Regions from separate parts of the Rattus norvegicus genome. Here regions 2 and 3 are each linked to region 1. A link is a contact called in public Hi-C data. All regions are on one chromosome and are shown on one strand. Each heading gives the region's core, a stretch centred on a gene start, on an enhancer-like site or on the middle of the called end of the contact. The rest is flanking DNA. Distances are from core to core; before and after follow the strand shown. Region 1 holds the start of Wdr87 (WD repeat domain 87). Region 2 overlaps Sipa1l3 (signal-induced proliferation-associated 1 like 3). Region 3 holds the start of Dpf1 (double PHD fingers 1).

What was found. Hi-C and Micro-C count contacts between places; a contact is called where the count stands out from the background.
Region 2: a contact with region 1 is called in a Hi-C map of the A7r5 cell line, with 6 times the contacts expected there. The contact joins the enhancer-like site here to the promoter of Wdr87 in region 1. A contact is called at or near these places in 12 of 12 Hi-C or Micro-C datasets (the A7r5 cell line, the Rat2 cell line, Schwann cells and 7 more) and 1 of 1 datasets of contacts at active chromatin or transcription factors (oligodendrocytes).
Region 3: a contact with region 1 is called in a Hi-C map of Schwann cells, with 13 times the contacts expected there. The contact joins the promoter of Dpf1 here to the promoter of Wdr87 in region 1. A contact is called at or near these places in 8 of 12 Hi-C or Micro-C datasets (the A7r5 cell line, the Rat2 cell line, Schwann cells and 5 more) and 1 of 1 datasets of contacts at active chromatin or transcription factors (oligodendrocytes).

Annotation. Positions count from the first base shown.
Region 1 is chr1:93,952,509-93,955,617 of GRCr8, reverse strand. It overlaps Wdr87 (WD repeat domain 87), which reads right to left and starts at 1,852. Exons shown (of 7, transcript XM_063280682.1): 1 at 1,712-1,852. All of the region lies in intron 1 of LOC103689966 (MARCKS-related protein-like), which reads right to left. It also overlaps a transcript of Sipa1l3 not described here.
Region 2 is chr1:93,811,938-93,814,985 of GRCr8, reverse strand. Sipa1l3 (signal-induced proliferation-associated 1 like 3) reads left to right here. Exons shown (of 20, transcript NM_001371098.1): 6 at 1,777-1,934. The region is part of intron 1 of LOC103689966 (MARCKS-related protein-like); the gene reads right to left. Among named protein-coding and RNA genes, the nearest start is that of Sipa1l3, 18 kb to the left of the region's middle. Within about 2 kb of position 1,670, at least 7 of the 93 cell types and tissues checked have an H3K27ac peak or open chromatin away from gene starts, as enhancers often do. A contact at or near this core is called in the A7r5 cell line and Schwann cells, where this site is marked.
Region 3 is chr1:93,732,284-93,735,598 of GRCr8, reverse strand. Dpf1 (double PHD fingers 1) reads right to left here and starts at 1,757. Exons shown (of 12, transcript NM_001105729.3): 1 at 1,654-1,757; 2 at 154-314; 3 at 1-80. The coding sequence starts at 1,682. The region is part of intron 1 of LOC103689966 (MARCKS-related protein-like); the gene reads right to left.

The sequences.
Region 1 (3,109 bases), core at 603-3,102:
TGCTAATATACAACTGGACTTCACTCTGTAACAGTTGCCAGCTGCAGAGTATCTGACTGCTCAGTCACACAAATTCCTATTAATAGATATTGGTCCTGTGTGTGTGTATGTGGTGGGGGAGGTATTTCATGTAGCCTTGGCTAGCATCAACCTTGCTGTGTAGCCAAGGAACTCCCAATCCTCCTGCCTCTACTTCCCAAGTAGATTTCCCTGTAAATTACAGACCCTTTACCAGTGTATTTGGTTTATTAAGAGACACTGGGCAGTTTCCTATCTTTGTTGGTGTCTCATACTTTTAATTAAATTGTAAATGGAATGGAAAACATATTTACATTTTAAGGTATCACAGCTCATTATTGAGATTAATATTTATTTATTTATTTATTTATTTATTTATTTATTTATTTATTTATTTATTTGTTGGCTTTTCTGAAACAGGGTTTCTCTGTGTAAACAACCTTGGCTGTCCTGGAATTTTCTTTGTAGACCTGGCTGGCCTCAAACTCACACAGACCTGACTGTCTCTGCCTCCCAAGTGCTGGGATTAAAGGTATGTGCCACCATGCCCGTGGAGATTAATCTTTGACTGTTGTATGTAAACTTTATTTATGTGAACCAGCTGGTTTAGTTACTTAGAAGAGCATGGCCGAGGTTTTATTCACATGGGCATGAACTATTGGCCATACCACTGAACAAAATGTCTCTCCCCAGCAACCATTAACTTTAAGCCTACAGAGTCTCAGGGAAAGGTAGGCTTCAGGAATTTTTAATAGAAAATTATGCCCCCCCCAAAGTTCTAACTTGATAACCCAAGATGATATGCAGTAACCCTCCTGCCCTCAGCCTTGTGAGTGCTGTGGTTAGAGGCCTGGCTTTCTGTAAAAATTGAAGTTGGAGGGTTGGGGATTTAGCTCAGTGTTAGAGCGCTTGCCTAGCAAGTGCAAGGCCCTGGGTTAGGTCCCCAGCTCCGGAAAAAAAAAAAAAAATTGAAGTTGGTCAGGCATAGTAGTGCATGCCTTCAACTGCAACACTTGAAGGCAGAGGCAGGCAAACCGTTGTGAGTTCAAGGCCAATTTAGTGTACATTAAAACTTCCAGGCCAGCTAATTACATGGGGAAACCCAGTCTCAAAAATTAAACTAAAATAGTTTATGCAGGTATTTTTGCTAGGTATTTACTGCTTGTGATTACAATGACCTGGATTAGATTACATGAGATGTTTTGCTTAATGAACAAGTGAATGACGCCTCTGATCTGTCCCGATAAGAAATAAGTGCTTTCCATCATGTCATAATGAACACCTTCCCAGGACGCAGGCTTAATCAGAAAGTGAATGCATGAGATTTAGAGGTTTGAGCAATCCCAGTCCAGTTGCTCAGAATCCCTTATGGAGTGCGAGTGGCAACACCGTTTTCTTTTTTTTTTTTTAAGGTTGAATCTTCGCTCATTTCCACGAGTGGATTAAATCTCGATATTTCCCAGGCACTCAACAAACACTAGTTACCGTCAGACTATGTCATTACTGAATGAATAGAGAAGGCCTGCCAGGCAGCCCCTACAGGTCGTGATTCTGCGCCTCCCATCTCCGGGACCGGTCTGGAGCCCAGAGGAACACGGGGAGCCGCGTCCTCACGTTCCGGCTCCCGGGAATCCATAAGGGCGGGAGCTAGTAGGTGTGTCCACCTCCTTTGGGCGGGAGCCGCGCCTGTTACCTGTGACAGGACTCCCGACAAGGGACAGCGAGCTCTGCGGCACCCCGGAGCTCCTGTGTAGACGAACAGACCTAGAGGGGACTTGGGAAGCTACGTTTGAAAACGATGTGGGAGGATCCCACCAACAGAACGGTTAGTCCCGCAGCCCGGCACTTGGCGGATTGACCCCGGCAACCAGAGCTCGCGCGTGTGCACGGTAGCTCGCGCGTGTGCACGGTAGCTCGCGCGTGTGCACGGTAGCTCGCGCGTGTGCACGGTAGCTCGCGCGTGTGCACGGTAGCTCGCGCGTGTGCACGGTAGCTCGCGCGTGTGCACGGTAGCTCGCGCGTGTGCACGGTAGCTCGCGCGTGTGCACGGTAGCTCGCGCGTGTGCACGGTAGCTCGCGCGTGTGCACGGTAGCTCGCGCACGCGTTCCAAAAGGGGGTGGGAAAAGAAGTCCTCCGACCCCCGCCCCAGGGGGACCCCCACCCCCAGCAATCCTGGCCCGAGTCCGCTAGAGAACGCGCGTGCGCGAGGGCGCGCCGCCGCCGTCCCGCTCCGCCCAGCGCTGAAGGGGGTCTAGCGCACGGCTCCGGTCTTCTCGCCCCTCCCCAGGCTCGCAGGCTCGGAGTAGTAGACTCCCGCCCTGCGGAGAGGGACAGTGAAAGGTTCCCTGAGCAGAGGGAGAAGGCGGACGTGGCTAGGAGAAAGGAGAAACCGGTCAAACAGGGTGAAGAGCCAGGATCCCCGGCTGGAGCCGACACAAGACACGCCTCCCTGCCTCACACCCCTCGGGGCTGCGGAAGTCCTCTGGAGACTGGCGCTGCACCGAAGCGACCAGTAAACTACGATTCCCAGAAGGTGGTGCGGTGGCGTGCCTACGATTCCCGGCAGGCCCCGCGCGCCAGGCTCTCTTCAGTGCGCTGCTTCTTAGGGAGAAACTACAGTTCCCACGAGGCCTCGCGCGAAGCGGCTTGGAAGTGGGCAGCCTGGAAGTCACTCGGGCCACTGGAGCTGGCGGCGTCTCTAGCGAGCCGCGCTGTGCTGAACGCCGCGGTCGAGGAGCCCGCGGGGCGTGCAGCTGGGACGCCCAGGTACGTGGCTCCTGATGCAGGAGCAGTCTCGGGCAAGGGTGGTGGTGATTTGGTAGCTGCTCGGACCCCGAGGGTCAGCGCAGGCGGGGTGACCAGGCGGACGGCCGGGTGTGGGCATCGGCTGTGGGGGGCGGCAGCGCGGGGACTCACGCCCTCTGTACCCGGCGGGACTCGTGCCCGCATGGCTCAACTTTCCAGACGTGCAACCTGGCACGGTGAGGAAGAGCTTAGAGTCCGGGAGACGTGGGTGCACGTCCCAGCTCTGCCACTCTGGAGCTGCGGTCTGGGAAAACCGCGCCGAACCTCGTTTTTGCCTTCGGTAAA
Region 2 (3,048 bases), core at 421-2,920, 140 kb after region 1:
GCTTCCATGAGCAGACCCTGAGCACGAGGCAGCCAATACCTTTAGGAAGCAGGGGCCTGTTCCTAAGTACCAGGGCCTGGAGAAAGCTCGTCCTGCAAAGTCAAAGTCAAAAGCAAGTTGGGGGTCCCACCCTTTTGCCTTCATCCCTGCAGGACAGAAGGCAGAGGTCACTTTTAACTTCTCTGAACCAAATTTTCCCATCTTATGAAAAGCAGTCACATGAGTCACTACCACTCAGGGTTTGGGCAAGGTTCAGATTTAAGATCTGACTGGGAGGTAGGCCTCTTGGGGTCAGCCATAGGAAGCAATTTTTGTGTTTAGTAACTTCATTCATGTAGTTCAGAGGCATGAAGAACTAGAAAGCTAACAGGCAGGGCTGGAGAGACAGCTCAGCGCTCAAGAGCACTGGCTGCTCCTCCTAAAGGACCCAGGGTCACTTGCCAGCATCTACACTGTGTCTTACAAATGTCCGCCCAGGGGCTCTGATGCCTTCTTCCAGCCTCTGAGGGCACACTTAGTATACAGATATACGTGCAGGCAAAACACACATGCATAAAAATTACTAAGTTTAAAAACCTTTGGTTCTGTGCTTGGCAGCACATGCCTTTAATCCCAGCCCTGGAGAGACAGAGGCAGGTGGATCTCTGAGTTCTAGACTATGGTATACTTCAGGACTTCCTGAACAATCAGAGCTACGTAGAAGACCCTGTTTCAAAATGGACAAATGAAAAAGAACTAAGGCTGGATATCGTAGTTCAGGCAGGAGACTGCCCAGTTTGGTTTAAGGCCAATCCGGGGTATGGTAGCCAACTCTGTTTGTGAGGCAGGGGGATAGAGAGTTGAAGATCATCCTCAGCTGCTTCCTCAGTTTGAGTCCCCAGCCTGGGCTGCATGAGACCTGTCTTCCCTACCCTCCAGAAAAGGAGAAAAAGGGGTCGGGGATGTCAGTTGTAGTCTTGGCAAATAAATAAGACACCATGGAGGACACCCATTCTGGAAATGGAAGCAGGGGAGAGGACATGGCTCCCTGGGACATTGGAACCCCAACTCTCGGGAGTCTAGGAGAGAGCACCTCCTAGAATTGGCCCTGCCTGTGCACTCTGGTCAGACTCATTGGCCTGAGCAGATCCCAGGTCTCCATCCTGAGCTCTCCCGCAGCAAATACGGTTTGCCGAGCACTCCAGTTTGTCCAGCTCTTTGCTAGGAACTAAGGGTACGGTTACAGGCAACAGTCAAAACAATGTCCCATTTTCTTGTCACTGACAACCTGAATGGGAAGAGATAAACTAGGAACAGGGAGAGAGAGAGCCTCTTTGTGCAGAATGCGGCCATAAATATCAGATAAGGAAGACAGAAAGGCAAAGAAAGGCATGCTGGGGCATGTCAGATCTTAGAGATTTGCTGTGGATGACAGAAATCCCTCCAGGAGGAGTAAAGGAGGAAGGAAGCCACATGGGCTCCCGGGCAGCGGGGACAGCCATTCCCACAGTTTGCAAGAGGAAGGCTTTCCTGGAATGTTTGGAGAGCATCCGGGCAGGTGTGGGAGGAGAACAGGCTGTGTCAGAGGCTGGGGGGCCATGTGTGGGGCTTCTTGGCTTAGTCCATTCCCCTGAGTGAGAAGGAGCCAGAAGGGCTCTGAGCTTCTAGGGACAAGGCCTGACTCCGGTGCTCACATGCGCCCTCTGGTGGGAGTGGGCATGGGAAGCCAGCAAGGCAGTCCGGGTAGGATTCTTAGAGCTGGACCGTGACCCTTACCTCCTCCCTGTCTGCTTCCAGCTGCTGAGGAAGAGGCACATAGGGAATGACATCGTGACGATCATCTTCCAGGAGCCCGGCGCCTTACCTTTCACCCCTAAGAACATCCGCTCGCACTTCCAGCATGTCTTCATCATCGTCCGAGTCCATAACCCCTGCACTGAGAATGTCTGCTATAGGTATGGCTGCCAATGTCCTGACCACCACAGCCAGGTCCTGAGAGGCTGAGGAAGGATGTACCTGGTCGCAGGTCCCACCTCACCTCTCTTCCTGGCTCCCAGGTTCCCATCAGGGCCTATATTTCTTGGAATTTTCTGCCTGTAAGTAATGGGAAACCACCTCATCATGGCCCGCAGGGAGATGTGCGCATATGTATTGGCTCTTGGGAACAGTGCAGGAAGGCTCGGCCTGGTGTCCCATGGTCCTGAAGGAAACTTCCTTTTCTGGCAGCATTCAGTTTAACATCTTCCCAGCTGTAGGGAGTAAAAATTGATTGGGTTGGGGTGTGGCTCAGTTCACAGAAGGCATAGCTAGCGCACAGAGTCCTGAGTTTGATGCCCAGTGCTACGTAAACCAAGCACAGTGGTGCATTCCTGTGACTCCAGTGTTTGGAAGGTGGAGGCAGGAGAATCAGGAGTTCAAGGTCACCCTCAGCCGTATATCAAGTTTAAGGCCAGCCTGGACTACGTGAGACCCTGTCTCAATGAGGGAAAGAGATAAAGAACCTCACCAGTCAGTCACTGGGACTTGAGCAGAGGCTCTGTGGGGACCCTCTGGCCTGGCCGGAGTCAGGTGCCTCTGGGAGCTAAATGCCTGGCCTGGCGTTGTACGTGACAACAGAGAGCTACGGGGGTGATGACCTGGAGTCAGACCCTGACGAAACTGGGGTGGAGGCTCTCTGGGACCACCTACATGGGTACCCTGCTTATGGTATTGTTGGGGAATATGGTTTGAGAAGATTTGGGGGACAGAGTCTCACTATGTAGCCCAGGCTATCTTCAAACTCACATTCCTCCTGACTGAATGTTAGGATGATAGGCATGTTGAATTGGGAGGTTTTAGTCCCCACATAGATGTGTAACCTAGGCCTCAAGCCTGTTCTTTACCCTCTGCAATAGCAGGGCTACCCCACGTTAGTGGCTGTCCCCAGAACCTAAAGGGGAAGCCCTTGGAGACTAGGAGCAGGATAGAGCTGGATCCTCAGAAGCACTGAACCCAGCAGCCCAGGCCCAGGCTGTGGGGACTGGAACAGGTATACTGTTTTCCCAAGACTACAGGAGGGCGGGCGTGCAG
Region 3 (3,315 bases), core at 508-3,007, 220 kb after region 1:
GGGGTCCTCCAGGATGTTGAGTCTCCGTTTCTTCCTCCAACAGCGGGCGGGGTAAGTGTAGATCTGTCCTGGGGCCAAACCTAGAGGAGAGAGGCTGTGAGAGTGAGGTCCCTGGACGCAGGCCCCGCCCCGCCCCAGCCTCGCGGCGGGTACCAGGCCCGCGGTGGGTCTTCTCCATCCAGATGTAGCAGTTGTTCTGAGCCACGCCGGTCTGAGAGTCGAGGAAGGGCAGGCGCAGGCTGCGCTCGGCACACAGGCGCGCGTTGTAGCTGCGGCAGTGCTCGATGGCCTCCCGGTAGAAGTCCTCGCCAAGGCTGCGGGGGCGGGCGAGCAGTGGGCGGGCGGCTGTCAGCAAGGGCTGGTGCGAGGAGGCCCAGCACCCTCCCCCGCGGCCCGTTCCCGCTGGTCCTCAAAGGGCAAGCCGACCAGGTCCACCTTCACCTCCCCCATCTCCTCCCACCCCTCAGGATCCGGGGGCGGGGCAGGGTGCAGGCAGGGAAGCAGTTACCTAAAACTTGATTATGTCTCGGGTTAAGAAGTATTCACAGACAATATAGAAACAGACCAAAACACACCGGGACCCGTCCACACATGTAGCCAAACATCCAATACAAACAAATCGCACATGGCCACACGGGATTCACACACAAAGAGAAACATATCCCAATATTCACAAAGGAGTAGCAAACAAATTCTCTCTGTCGCACAGCCGCACATCTCTTGCAGAACACAAATATTCCAAATTTTAAAAGAATATCCATAGAACTACCTATGAATGCCATGTATCCAGAGACCCCAGATGTGTCCAGAGGAAGATTATCCACAAAGCCCCACAACATGGAAACACACCACACAACACTCATCCCAACAGTCACACGTTGTCAAAAGATAGGGACCCTAGAATCATTTACATATGCGCTTACATATTCATCCAGAGACACTTCAGCCAAACACACAATACAAAGACATCACAGAGATTTATACAGGTACACATACACACATTCACACCCTCCGGGGAAAAACAAACCCAAATTTAAAATACATTCACAAACACAGGTACACCCCTTGGAAACAGAGGGACAGTCCGGTCTGCCTCTGTTCGTGCAAATATTTAGACCTATCCCTACAGCTCCCTATCCAGAGACACGGAACATAAATGGTGCAGTTTCACCAGACATGTGCACACACTTAGAGACCCAAATACTCAGATAGGTAGTGCAGAATAAAAGAAATCCTATACATACCCACACATTCAGCTACAAAACAAAAAGCAATGTATAAGTCTCACAACACACTCCACACCCCAAGACAAAGGTAGCGTGGGTTCGACTCGAGTGTACCCAGGCCCCATCTTCTCTAAATCATTTACCCTCTCTCAAACCCTAGCATCCCTGGGAGGGGACATGACCCCTTTCCCCTAAAAATCCTTGGAGACCCCTCCCCCACGCCCTCCACCCGTCCAGGAGCAACGCGTCGTACACCATTCTTGCCAGACACCCACAGTCACATACACTCGCACCCCCGCACGCGGTGACAGCCCCCTGACACCCCACCAGCCCCACCCCCAGCGGCCGCACACATACACACACACGCACTCGCAGCCACACAGACTCGCCCGCGCTGACTCCCCCGCCTCGCGCACGCCCGCACCACCTCAGGGGGCTGGGGATGACCGTGGCCATCTTGCTCCCCGGGTCCTGCCCCCAGCAGGTCCCTGCCGGGTCGGTCCTCCCAGCGGTCGGGCGGGCGCTGAGGCCGCCCATCCATTCATTCCCGGGGGGCGGGAGCACGAGGATCTCAACCAATCAGGTTGGCAGGGCGGGCCGCCCAGGCCATGCTGGGAGTGGTAGTCCCTAGCGGGTCCTCCGACCCAGAGGGATGGAGGATCACGCAGTGGTTCACACACGCTCACTCACATGCACTCCCAGCCCCACGTGCACAGACGCATGCACGCACACACGCGCACATGGCCGCTTACACACAGTCACACTACACTCGCAGACTTCCATTCACCCCACCTTCACGCACACCCAGCCACAGGCGCGGGGACCTCGCAGGTGCCCACCCGGCGGTGTCACCGGCGCGCCAGACGCCACCTGGCACTCCAAACTCTAGAGAATCCATCGTGACTGAGAGATAACTCTCGCGGCCACCTCACTACAGAACTGCCGTCATTCTTCTTGGGTTCAAATCCTCGCCGATAGGACTTCAGGCGCATTACTTAAGCTTTCTGGGCCTGTCTCGACGGACTGAAGATTACAGTAGTAACAGGGTAAGTGGCTGTTTTAAGGACAGCATCTTGCTGTTCAACCCAAGCTGGTCAATTCTGCTGCCTCTGTCTCTCCAAGTGCTGGAATTAGTGTGTGACTCCACACCACCAAGTGCTGGAATTAATCTCTGGCAGGTACTAATAAATTCACTTATTCCACAGAGAAGATATCTACAAAGAGGATCTGATATGTACCAAGACATAAAGTGGTAACATTGTTTTTTTTTTGTTTGTTTTTTTTTTTTTTTTTGGTTCTTTTTTTTCGGAGCTGGGGACCGAACCCAGGGCCTTGTGCTTCCTAGGTAAGCGCTCTACCACTGAGCTAAATCCCCAGCCCCGGTAACATTGTTATTAGGAAGAATTAGTAGCCTGCCTTAGTAGGTGTTCAACAAATATTTGTTGAGTGAATACTTAACACCTACTGTGCACCTAACACTCACTCCACGCTAAACCTTTACTAGTCTCATTTTCCAGAGGAGGACTTTGAGATCCTGAGGAAACCTTACCTGTTCGCAGCTCCTGACTGTTGTCTGGATGTAGGATTCGTGCGCCTGTCATCCATCCCTACAGGAGCCTCGTCTTCTTTTCTCTCCTACCATCACCCACAGTAAGAGATCCCCAGAGAATGAGCTGACCTACTGAGTCTCACACCACACACACACACACACACACACACACACACCACTCACTCACTCAGCCCCACCCTCTGGGGAATAACTTAGCATTCTGATTAGAGTGGCTGCATAAATTAGCATATCAAGTGTTAATACAAAACCACTCTTGTCCAGCAGGGGGCGGTCCACCCATCCTCACAAGTCTCAAGATCTCCCCGCACTTCAAACACACAATACATCTCAAGACTTAGCTCCTTTTTACAAATGTCCCCATCCGCCCACCCATATCAAATCATCCAAGGCCTTGACCCATCCGTTCCCCGGCACTGGTATGGTGTCTAATTTATGTCCTACCCAGGAATAAATGGCACCCCTGACTTTGTATCATCTCCAGACCATGCCACCATATGCCCAGTTTCCAGGCCCAGTGTT